Regions from separate parts of the Mus musculus genome. Here region 1 is linked to region 2. The links are chromatin contacts, called in public promoter capture Hi-C maps. All regions are on one chromosome and are shown on one strand. Each heading gives the region's core, a stretch centred on a gene start, on an enhancer-like site or on the middle of the called end of the contact. The rest is flanking DNA. Distances are from core to core; before and after follow the strand shown. Region 1 holds the start of Lag3 (lymphocyte-activation gene 3). Region 2 holds the start of 4933440N22Rik.

What was found. Promoter capture Hi-C pulls out the DNA fragments that hold promoters and counts their contacts.
Region 1: a contact with region 2 is called in a promoter capture Hi-C map of cranial neural crest. The contact joins the promoter of Lag3 here to the promoter of 4933440N22Rik in region 2.

The regions. Positions count from the first base shown.
Region 1 is chr6:124,909,698-124,915,700 of GRCm38.p6, reverse strand. It overlaps Lag3 (lymphocyte-activation gene 3), which reads left to right and starts at 3,996. Exons shown (of 8, transcript NM_008479.2): 1 at 3,996-4,407; 2 at 4,790-4,937; 3 at 5,305-5,597. The coding sequence starts at 4,350. It overlaps Ptms (parathymosin), which reads left to right. Exons shown (of 5, transcript NM_026988.2): 2 at 712-783; 3 at 988-1,066; 4 at 1,235-1,293; 5 at 1,469-2,026. The coding sequence ends at 1,519.
Region 2 is chr6:117,904,454-117,910,905 of GRCm38.p6, reverse strand. 4933440N22Rik reads left to right here and starts at 2,701. Exons shown (of 2, transcript XM_017321877.1): 1 at 2,701-2,802; 2 at 3,065-5,100. The coding sequence starts at 2,701. The coding sequence ends at 3,796. It overlaps Hnrnpf (heterogeneous nuclear ribonucleoprotein F), which reads right to left and starts at 4,124. Exons shown (of 4, transcript NM_133834.2): 1 at 4,067-4,124.

The DNA.
Region 1 (6,003 bases), core at 2,747-5,246, 7.0 Mb before region 2:
ACCTGCTGGGCTTTTGGAGTGAAGGCAGACAGCCTGGTGGGAGGGACTCTGGGCAGGTAACTCCCACCTGCCCGCCCGCCCCGGCGCACACTTGTTTGTTGTGCTTCCTCCTTCCTTGGCGGCAGGAAGGTGGAGCGCGCAGGGAACGCCGAGACTGGTTAGATTGGGGATAGAAACCGATGTGGGAACACGTTAGGGTGATCGCCACATCCCTGTGCCGTTAGGCCAGGTAGGAACAGGAGGATTAGGGAGACACAGCAGGGAAACAAAGACCCCAGAAGCTGACGGAGAAGCTGGGAGTGATGCCCAGGAGAGAGAGTACTTAGGCAAAGGCCCCTGAGGTAGACAAAAGGCAGAGCGGGGGCAAGCAGAGAGGGTGAGGGGGTGGGGCAGCCAGGCTGCCAGCAGATGGGGGATTTGCTTTGTGGAGCTCAACTCTTAAGCCAGGGGAGGTTCGGAAGAACTTGATGGGGTGGGAGCCTCAGCGACTCTGGCCACTTATCATCACTTGCCCACATCCCTGGGGGCCCTAGGGGACAGAAGTCTCTAGTATCAGCCAATTATGGCCCATATCTAAGGACCGGAGGACTCCAGTTGTGTCTCAAACTATGGCCACCTTCACTTACTACCTTTGACCTAGCTGCAGAGTTGGAAGCACTCGAGGGCTGTCTGTCATCCTTGCTGAGAGAAAGGTGACCTTCTGTCTTGCAGGACCTGAAAGAAAAGAAGGACAAGGTGGAGGAGAAGGCCGGCCGGAAAGAACGGAAGAAAGAAGTAGTGGAGGTGTGAAGGCAGCAGGGGGAAGATGACTGCGCTTGCCCAAACATCCTTCCTGCCCCCCTACCTTCTGGGGGTGCTGGGGTCCTGCCATTCTCTCGACCTCTTCTCATTCCTTCCCTACCCTGAGACTCCTAGGCCCCTTTACCACCCAGTGAGTGGCAGCACAGCTGGCTTGACATCCATCACCCCTTGTCTTGGTCCCCATAGGAGGAGGAGAATGGAGCTGAGGAAGAGGAAGAAGAAACTGCAGAGGATGGAGAGGATGATGATGAAGGGGATGAAGAAGGTAGGGATGGGTAGGGAAGGCTGGGCTGCAAAGTTGAGACACAAAAGAGCAGAGCCAGGGAGCAGTTGAAGACTGGACACTGGGATAGAAAGGGGTGGGTGTGGGTGTACGCGCGCGCGTGCCCAGAGCCTCCCAACCTTCCCCAGTGACTTGTTTCTGGCTCCTCAGATGAGGAAGAAGAGGAGGAGGATGAAGGCCCCGTGCGGAAGAGAACTGCTGAAGAGGAGGTTTGAGCTGGGTTGGAGCCTGAGGGGCTGTCAGGAATATATCAAGGGCTGGGTGGCCTTTGGATTTGGACCCAGGTCCTTGTGGGTAGCATGGATAGGCAGGGGCCAGAGCAGGGCCAGCAGGAACGGGGAAGTCTCCTTTGTACAGCTACTTCAACTCTTATCCTCTCCACAGGATGAAGCAGACCCCAAGAGGCAGAAGACAGAAAACGGGGCGTCGGCATGAACCCCTGCCCGTGGGCTTGGGGATGGGAGGCCCCTCAGGTCCTGGAGGTGGGGCGGGAACACACAAATCCAGCCCCCTTTCTCCTGGCTCCCTGCTCTGGCCCTGCCCCAGAGCTGTGACCCTTGTCCTTTGACCCAGCCTCTCATTTCCATCTCTCCAGACACTGCTCCTTCACCCTCACTGCCACCGGTCCAGCTCCTGACCCGCCTCATCTGAGCTCCCCAGCCAGCCCTCACTTGCCCTAGCATTCTTGTTCTTCTTTCCTGCCTTCCCTCACCATCCCATATGTTCCGGTCCCTGCGAAGCCTCTCCTTGCCCTCTACACCCCGAGCCTCTCAGCCTGCCCTTCTTTCTCCTGCCTGACCCCTGGGTCTCCCTCAGATTCCCTCCTCTCAGACAGCGCCAGGCCGGGGTGGGGCTGGGGTTGGGGCCAAGCCCCGAAGCTGCCCCCTCCCCTTTTTGTATAATTTAATAAAGAAACGGTCGCGCTTCTGTTTTTAACCCGTCTCCTGCTTTCCCGCAGTCCGGTCAGTGCATGAAAGGGTGTAGAGGGCGTGGCTGACCTCATACCCAGATTATAAGAGACATGGCCAGTCCTCGGAGTGGGAGCTCAAGGTCTTCCTCTGGGGGCTGACATACGTCCTGTTTTTGGGCTCCTGGGGAGGTTTCTCCTCAGCAGTGCACACTATATCATGTTAACTCACGTAAGATCTAGACTCTGCTGAGCCCAGTGGAAAGCTTCCAGCTCCATTGTGCTGAACCAGGCAGATAGAAACAGGAAGTCCTGCCCCCAAGGTGGAAGAGGCTGTTAGGCCCATGTCTCAACCTAGAGTTTGGAAAGAGAACTCCCAAGCATGGACACATTTTTGACTCGTGGGAAGCAGAGTTCTCATACATGGGCGGCAAAAGACTCCAGAGTTAGTTATCAGGCCTGTCTCCTTGTCATCGTCTTCATTTTCTCAGCTCAGCTGAGCTGGGGAGCAAAGGTTGTTGGGTTCCTCTAGCCTGCCTCAGTTCCTCTTGTTTTATAGTCTTACTACGCAGCCCTGGCTGGTCTGAAATTCACATAAAGCCACCTGCCTCTGCCTAGTAAGTACTGGGATTAAAGGTCTTTTTCCCTTTTTATTTTAAGTTTCATTTTGTTGGCATAGCATCTACTTTGTAGCCAGGGATGACCCTGAACTCATGGGCCCAAGCAAGCCAGCTTCAATTCACCCCACCTTCCAAAATCTTGACTTACACATGCCACTGTTGCTGACACCTTGGTCTCTCTTGAGTTTTCCTTGCTATAAGATTCCTGCATTATTCCATCTCCATAGACCCTTGCCTTCATTTTTTTCTTAAAGTACAGAATCTTGGGGAGGAGGGAGGTTTTGAAGACAGGAAAACATCCTATTGTCAGGGCTGGAAAGGCCGTTCTGCAGTTATGAGTGCTTGTTGCCTTTCAAGAAGACCTAGGTTTGATGTCGAGCATCCAGATGGGGCGGCTCCCAAAACACCTGTAACTCCAGTTCCAAGGAATCTGACACCCTCTTCAGGCCTCTGAGCATTCACACAGGGTGGGGAATTTATGTATACAGACACATAAATAAAAGTAGACATCTAAAACAAGTTTCCCAGCCGAATGTGGTAGGTGGTGCATGCCTTTAATCCCAGCACTCAGGAGGCAGAGGCAGGCGCATTTCTGAGTTCAAGGCCAGCCTGGTCTACAAAGTGAGTTTCAAGACAGCCGGAATACACAGAGAAACCCTGTCTCGAACTCCCCCCCCCCCCCACACACACACATAAAACCAAGTTTCTCAGTGTCATCTTCCTAGAAGATGAAAGGCCATCCCATAATGCAAGTAGGGTTAAGGACTAGACAGCTTTTGCCTTCATGCTTCCTAATGTTGGCAAGTTATTTAATGCCTGTGAGCCTCAAGTCCCGAAATCTGTACAAAAAGGGGCGCGCATCAAGTTTCACAAGTTGCTTTACGGAAAATGTATAATACAGTTATATGTAGCATAGAATGAAGGTTAACACCGTGTGGCTACTATACTTTTCCACTGAGCCCTTACCCAGATCTGGTAACTTGTGGTATGGTGACACTTCTTGAGTACCTGTCCAAGAGATGCTGAAAGGCTAGGCAGGCAGACTGTAGGACAGTGGCTTTTTTTTTTTTTTTTTTCAGTGTTAATGGGAAAGAGCAAGTCAAGAAGAAACTGTGGGGACAGTAGAGGAAGCTTAAAGATACAGCTGTAGTTCTAGGCAGAAATGCTTGGCAGAGAGAGAGAGAGAGAGAGAGAGAGAGAGAGAGAGAGAGAGAGAGAGAGGAGACAGAGGGGGAAGAGGTGAAGAGGGGGCGGTAGGGAGACCCGAGTCTGAGGAAGTAAACAAGGGGAGTGCCACCACCGAGAGGAGGGCTCGGCTGCTGGGAATCAGCCCCCTCACACTTTCCACTGCGAAGCGAAACCCCGCGCCTTGGTCTGGGGGGGCGGGCAGTGGGGAGGAGAAGCAGAAGGACTGGGTCTGGAGGAGCAGCTCAAGTTCTAGCTAGCTGCAGTGGGTTTGCCTGCACTCTGCTCTGGGTCCCAGCCCGGGCCTCTGATCATTATCCATCCTGCTGTCTCCAGTCCCCACTCCTGGGGCGTCCTCTTCACCCTACATTCTTTCCCTCCGCCTCACCTCCTCCTTGTAGAACTTCTCTCTCTCTCTCTCTCTCTCTCTCTCTCTCTCTCTCTCTCTCTCTGTGTGTGTGTGTGTGTCTGTCTGTCTGTCTGTCTCTCTCTCCTCCCAGGACCTTTTTCTAACCTCCCTTGGAGGGCTGGGGAGGCCCGGGCCATAGAGGAGATGAGGGAGGACCTGCTCCTTGGCTTTTTGCTTCTGGGACTGCTTTGGGAAGCTCCAGGTAAGGTGGAGAGTCCAGCAGGGACCTCTATGGCTGTCTCTTTAGCTGTGGTGATATTCCAATGCTTTTGTTGAGGGGAGGGGTGTGTGTGTGTGTGTGTGTGTGTGTTTTGAGACAGGGTTTCTTTGTGTTGCCCTGGCTGTCCTGGGACTGGCTCTGATGACCAGGCTGGCCTTGAATTTATAGTGATCCACTTGCCTCTGCCTCCCCAGTGCTGGGATTAGAGGCGTGCACCATCACTTTGTATAAGGGCAGATCCCAAAGCTGCCTCAGCCTCCCTTCAACAGGGAGGCATGATGTTTCTTTCTTAGGAAAGCCAGGGCATTTCTCTATTCTCCAATCTCTTGGCTCAATGCCCTTGGCCTCTCTTTTGTTCCACTAGTTGTGTCTTCAGGGCCTGGGAAAGAGCTCCCCGTGGTGTGGGCCCAGGAGGGAGCTCCCGTCCATCTTCCCTGCAGCCTCAAATCCCCCAACCTGGATCCTAACTTTCTACGAAGAGGAGGGGTTATCTGGCAACATCAACCAGACAGGTATGAACTCCAAAGTTGAACAACAGAACCTCCCAATCCTGTCCTAATGGATAAAACCCTGTCCAAGCCAGTTTTGTCCTCTTTGTGAGCCCCTCTAAAGCCAGTAGCTCAGTGTCCTCTAAAACCACACAGCCTTCCTGTGGATTGCTCCCCACACACCGGCATCCTGTAGTGCCCCACCTCTCCAGTAGCAGATAGTGCTGAAGACCAACGGAAGTGGGGACAGGGGTAGTTATGGGGGAGAGGGGAGGCTGCTGACGGTCAAGAGGTCTCTTAGGCAGGTTAACTTTATCCTCAAAGCATGCTTGAGTGCATCTTCTTCGTGGCCTTATCAAATTTCTCAATCCTATTCTCTCTCCCCAACCAGTGGCCAACCCACTCCCATCCCGGCCCTTGACCTTCACCAGGGGATGCCCTCGCCTAGACAACCCGCACCCGGTCGCTACACGGTGCTGAGCGTGGCTCCAGGAGGCCTGCGCAGCGGGAGGCAGCCCCTGCATCCCCACGTGCAGCTGGAGGAGCGCGGCCTCCAGCGCGGGGACTTCTCTCTGTGGTTGCGCCCAGCTCTGCGCACCGATGCGGGCGAGTACCACGCCACCGTGCGCCTCCCGAACCGCGCCCTCTCCTGCAGTCTCCGCCTGCGCGTCGGCCAGGCCTCGAGTAGGTGGGGCCGGACAAAGGGAGAGAGAGGGCCTGGGAAGCAGATCCCTGCTTCCCCCGGGGCAGGGAGAGCAATGGCTAGGGGTTGTGATTTAGACCCTGTCTGAGGACCTCCAGAAGTGTAGAAGAAGGGATGGCCCCCTGATGGCAGGATGGAAAGGCAGGTTGGAAAGTGCCCCCTGAAACGCTCGCCTTTAGGCGGGGATGAGGGGGCTATGGAGAAATTGTATCACCCCACCCCCTTCCAACTCCCTTTCCCCCACCTACTGCGGGAGTGCCATCCCTTGTAGAGGTAGAGATGGGGAAGCACCTCTTCTTTGGGGGGCTAGAGTGATTCATCTAAGATATCTGTAGCTCGTCCTTAGGCCAGGTCTGCCCAAAGCCAAGTAAAGTAGAGGCAGGAGGC
Region 2 (6,452 bases), core at 1,452-3,951:
CAACATACAAAGCAGTTAACACCTTGACTAAGTGGGAGCAATAATATCTCAAAATTTTAACCATTACTCTAAACCTACCAACTCAGGAGGCAACCACAGATGAGAATCTGATGTTCTAGCAAGCCAGGGCTACATGGTAAAGCCACGTCTTAAAAAAAAAGAAAAGAAAAGAAAAGAAAAGGAAAGGAAAGAAAAAGGAAAGGAAAGGAAAGGAAAGGAAAGGAAAGGAAAGAAAAGAAAAGAAAAGAAAAGAAAAGAAAAGAAAAGAAAAGAAAAAGAAAAGAAAAAAAATTAACCATTACATATATATTAATGGAAACAAAGCAAGATCTAAATGTTTTGTAAGAAACGCTATGTTGGCCCCTCACTCAAGATAGGACCTTGCAAACAATATGCTAACAAATGAAATGTGAAGTTGATGGCATATTAAGAACTAGTCGGGCAATGGTGGCGCATGCCTTTAATCCCAGCACGTGGGAGGCAGAGGCAGGCGGATTTCTGAGTTCGAGGCCAGCCTGGTCTACAGAGTGAGTTCCAGGACAGCCAGAGCTACAGAGAAACCCTGTCTCCAAAAACAGAATTTAAAACAAACAAACAAACAAACAAACAAACTAGACATTAAGTCTATAGGCCTCCACTAACTCAAATAGAAATAATCTGATAATCAGAACACCCAGACTGTAATGGTAATCTTACATTGGAATCCCAGCACCTGACCAGCAGGAGTTCAAACCTGGGCTACACAGGCATCTCTCTGGGTACATGGACACAGTGACTTTACATGTGGCACTCCTGCACTCAATCTTAGCAGTGGAAGGAAGACTAAAGCAAGCATACTCCACTTTTTGAAATTGAGAAGGAGCTAAATTGTTGTATTCACCTTTAATCCCATCACTTGGGAGTCAGGGGCAGCCCAATCTCTAAATTCAGGGACAACCTGGTCTACAGAGTGAGTTCTAAGACAGCCAAGGCTACACAGACAAACCCCGTTTCAGAACATCAGAGGGGAAAAAATTTAGACCCTAGGAGTAGTGGTATACACCCTTTAGTCCCAGCACTCAAGAAATAGCAGAAGGTTCTGAGTTTAAAGCCAGCCGGATCTAAAGAACTAGCCACAGGTCAGCCAGAGCTACAACATAGAGACCCTGTCTCAAAAGCAAAATAAATAAAATTTTTAAGAGAAAGGGATGATAGGCACCTGCTGAAATCCTGGTGACCCCAGTTTTATCCCAGAAGACACAGTAGCAAAGTGGGCCAAAAGCTGTTCTCTGACCTCTCCATGTTACTGGTATCATCTGCCCACAACCATTCACTTGTGGGTTACACAGAGAACTGAAATTTTTTTGGTAAGCAAATGGTCAGTAGTTTTATTTCGGCATTTACTAAAGTCTTAAATATAATCACATATAAAACAAACATTTCAGAGTTCCAGGACAGCCAGGGCTACAAAGAGAACCCTGTCTTGAAAATCCAAAAAGAACAAAATAACCCCCCCCCCAAACAAAACCAAACATCTCAAAAGTACAAAATACAGCCAGGCGTGGTAGTGTACACCTTTAATCCCAGCAATTGGGAGGCAGAGGTGGGCGGATTTCTGACTTCCAGGCCAGCCTGATCTAGAAAGTGAGTTCCAGGACAGCCACAGCCAGGGCTATACAGAGAAACCGTGTCTCGAAAAACAAAAGAAAGCTGTTACACACACACACACCCCCTTGTATTAGCTGTGCTTCGTGATACATGCCTTTAATGCCAGCAATTCACAGCACTATGGAAGCAAAAGTAGGTGTGTTGCTTGAGTTTGAAGCCAGCCTTATCTAAATATACAGTAATTTTGCGCCAAGGCGTAATATAATAGTTAGACCCTACCTCAAGAAACAAGTAATCACTTTTGCATTTACTTTTAGATCCAGTGTGCCCAGGCCTTCCTTCAAATCAAACCATGAATCTTTTTTAAAAATTACTACAAAAACGGGCATAATACAGACAGAATGGGGCTGACAAAGCGTGCCTAAAGCCTGCCATGCCCAGTAACTACTAATGGGGTGTGGTCGAGTTAGTACTCCAATCTAGAGGTGGAGCTGAGTGATCTGGAATTCAAGGTCATCCTCTGTGGCTACATAATGATTTGTAACTTAAAAAAAAAAAAAAAGGCTGGTAAGACTAATGGCAACACGAGGGAGATAAGAAAAGCAGAAAGTTCAAAATTTAAGTCAGGATTTGGTCTGTAAGACTGTTCTCAACTGAGATCTACCTCCGAGCGCTGAGCGCAAAAGCATGCATAGCCACCCGGCGTACTCAAAAGTACTTCGACATTGTTCAATGGGCTAACGCACTTTTTGCCAGACCTTAGCTACCTGCGCTCAGTCTGAATACACAGATGGAAGAACTGAACCACGTTTTGACCTCCACTCCGCAGCACGAAGGGAAGAAAGACTTAAGTATTAACTATTTCCAGATATCGTCTGTCTTGTTCAACTAGAAGAATTAAATATTTAAACCACCCCCTGGACAGAGCGATAGATCATTGTGACAGGGACCCTCAATTCAATCCCAAGGACCCAGTGCTGGAAAAATCCATTTCTTCACCTTATCCCCTCACCTCCACGCACAAATAAACATTAAAGGAAACCGACTAAAATAAGCCCAAAAGTTCCGTAAACAAAACTGCCCAGGTTCAGGAGACCGATCCCGCACAGCCACATGGCGGCCACCCGCGCTCGCTCGCCCGCTTACTCCGCAGCCCGACTTGCAGGTAGGAAAGAGGCCCATTTGTTTGTTCCCGGACTGGCAGGGGCAGAAAAGGTCGCTGGGTGGGAGTCTTAGGGCACATGGGGCTGCCTCTCCGATCCCGCCGGGTCGGGAAGGCTCCGGAGAGCACGCGCCGAGGGAAGGCCGAGCGGGCCCACCTCAACTTTTCCCAGACACGTGAGGCTCCACAAACACAGCACAAAAGTGCTCGTAACTGCGGCTAAGGCCGACTAACCCACCTAGGCAAAGACTCCGCACCCCACACGCTAACACGATACCTCTGGGGGACGGGACCGGCGCAGACCGGTGCTCCTAGCTCCCGGGCCGCCACGAGGAGGAAGCGAGGCGCTCGGCTTCGCTCGGGCCGGGCGTGGGCGGTGGGCGGAGCCGTCCCGCCCAGTCTTGTGAAACTCCGGGCGCCTCGGGCCACGTGAGCGCCCGCTCGTCTTTCTCCAAACTACAACCACCGCCCGGGCCTGCCGGGGGGCCGCTGACAGAGCGTAAGCCGCGGTGGGTGAGAAGCGCTCCACCCTCACCCCCCCCCCCAATATCCCGCCGAGGAAGCCGCGCCTGCGGGCGGGGTGGGGGGGCGGCTCTGAGGAAAGCCGCGCTTTCTCCGGGCGGGCGTGGGCCGCGGCTGCGGTCTCCCAGGCCCTCCGCACACCTCAGCCCAGAGGCCCGGCCCTACCGACCGGACTCCAGCCCTCAGTCCCCGCTCCCCCGACCGCACACCTCGGCCACGCGGCCCAATCCCCGTCGAAAATGCGCTGAACTTCGGCTCCCGACCCCAAACCCCGGCCACGCGGTCCCCAGCTCCGTGGGCAGCCTCCGCACGGCTATGGCTGTGCGGCGGCCACCTCGGCCCCGTTCCTTCCGAGTCCGGATCCCACGCCCGCCATCCAACGCCCGCCGGGCCCAGGCGCCAGCACACCCCGCCGGCGGCCCTCACCTCCGGCTTCTCGGCTCCACGCTCCCACTCACATCCGGACCTCGCCGGCCCTCAGAGCACCTAGAGGAGGGTGGAACCCCGGGGACTTGGCAGTTGTAGCTGAGGCAGTTGAGGCTTGTTTACTGTCACCATGGAAACCCCCACAGGCGCGCTCGCGGGACGGCCTCAGCGGGGCGAGTCAACCGCGCGGCCGGCCTGCTCCTCAACTCCCGCCTGCCGAGCGCCAGCGGCGCCTCCGGAAGCCCTCCTGATCCCCGGTCCGCTCCCCGCTCGGCCCACGCCCCGAGCACCCGGAAACAGTAGCCCGGGGAGCCCACTTTCCCTTCCCACAGCCGGCGTGACCGCGGGCTGGCCTTCCCCGAACCCCACCTTCAGGAAGACGAGGCGCAGTCCTCCTTCCACGACGGAGCCGGAAGGATGCAAGACGGTGATGGGGCGGAGCCTCAGGCAGCGGACATCCGGGCACAGGGCAGCCGCGGCGCCATTCTGACGAGCCCAGAACGGAGCCTAGGATTGGCCGGGGGAGGGAGAGGGGCGGGACTAGAGAGCTGTGGACCCGCCTCTGAGTCCCGGAGAGGACAGTGACGGCGCAGGCGCAAACATTGCGGGGGGGGGGTAGCAGGGGGAGGGGGCGGGCAAACGAGGGGGGGGGGGGAGACAGCAAGGTGGAGGGGGTTGTCCATAAAGAGACCTGTGGGCTGGTGAGTCGGTGGACGCTGAATTCTGCACGCGTGTCTCCGCATCCCGAAAAGTGATCCCAAAGGAATCAATGACCGCATGCGTGCGGAAAACTAGAATGGTGTCTTATGTAAAAGAAAGACCGCCTAAGGGCATCTCAGGCAGTCCGGAGGGATTTGTCTGAAGTTTCTAACTCTCAGCACTATGTGAACGCTGGGACAGATTTTCTTGATGTGTAATAATTTGGGAGGATTCTCTGCGAGATGTCGAGATACAAGCTAAAGTGAAGATTATTTTTGAAGCTTCCAGAGCCGCCTAGGCGGGCGTAGGAACACGAGCTGGTTCCTACGAACTCCATTTCTGCATGGAGGCGGCCGAGGCTACAATGCATGGTCGCGAGCTGCTGTCTATATAAACACTGGAGAAATTACAAGGCCGTTCAGAATAATCTCTGGTTATAAGTGAACTACAGTGATGAAGGAAACGTTTATAAAACAACACACCAGACTAACTCCAGAAAAAGGAAAGAAAACTTTGAGAGGAAAACCTGTCCAAGAAGAAAAATAGAAGTCAAATGATAGAAAACAGATGCTACAAAAGTTAGATAAGTATTCGTGAGCACTAAACCCAGAGCCTTGTAGTTGGCAAATTACATCCCCCACCTCTGATGTTTGTTTGTTTGTTTGCCCAGGGAGTGGGGCATTAAAATTGTTAAGTTCGTGCGAGTTATCACCACACTTTCAACTGAAGTCAGAGGACAATCCTGAGTGTTCTCTCCTTCCACCATGTGGGGTCCTGATCAAACTCAAGGTTGAAAGGCCTGTGCAGCAAGTTCTGCTGAGACCTCTCACCCTGCTCCTTGGGTGGTTTTATTTATTTTTAAAGTTCCTTACTATTGCCAGAGAAAGGTGCAAGTGACTTCTAACCTTGAAGAAGCCAGAGAGCAACTTTTCACAAGTATTTTCATTTCCCTTAGGTGAGTTCCAGGGGTCAAATTGAAGTTCCCAGATTTTTACAGCCAGAGGTTTCACTTTTGAGCTCCCTCTGTCTGACTGCAACCCAGGCTGGCTTCCAACTCTTGTTTTGTTTTGTATTGTTTCTTTTGGTTCCCCACACCCCCACCCTAAGACATGGTATCTCTGTTGTAAAGCTGGCTGTCCTGGAACTCACTATGGCTCCAATTCAGAGATCCACCGGCCCCTGCCTCCTGAGGCATAAAGTGAGAGATTAAAGGTGTGCCCAGCCACAACTGGTATTATTATTATTACTATTATTATTATTATTTTAGAAAAATAAAATGCAGAGAGGAATTGTCAAGGAAAAGAGTTACAATCTGTCCTGTTCCCTTACATTTAAATTGACACTTTAAATTTAAAGTTTTCAGATTCAGCAGATAGAGTGGCACAATACTTTAATCGCAGCACTCCTGAGGCAGAAGCAGGCAGATCTTTGTAAATTCTAGGCCAGTCTAGTCTACAGTGATCGTTCCAGGCCAGACAGTGCTACAAAGCTCTTTTACAGTCTCAAAAATAAAGAACTGAAGTGACCTTTCATCCTAGCACTGGAGAGGCAGAGGCAGGCAGATTTCTGAGTTCGAGGCCAGCCTGGTCTACAGAGTGAGTTCCAGGACAGCCGGGGCTACAGAGAAACCCTGTCTCGAAAAACTAAAAAATAAAAATAAAAAAAGCATAACAAATAAATGAATGTAAAATAAAAAGCAAAGTTTGAACATAGCAGGGTAAATGAGGGCAAGGGAGGTCACAGTTTTAGGTCCAGGTTATTCATATAGTTCAGGGGGTAAAGGCATTCACCACACAACTCTGGTGACTGGTGGCGTTTCATCCCCAGAATCCACATTTTAAAAAAGCCAGACGTGGTAATTCACATTTATATGCTGAGTCAAGATGGGAAGTGAAGAAGATTGGCCTGGAAGGTCAGTGGCCTGGACCATGCATCATGCCAAAAACGAGGGACCCTGCCTCCAAAAGGTGGAAGGAGAAAACCAACCCCCCAAAGTTAGCTTCCTGTACACACACACACACACACACACACACACACACACACACACGATAGACAC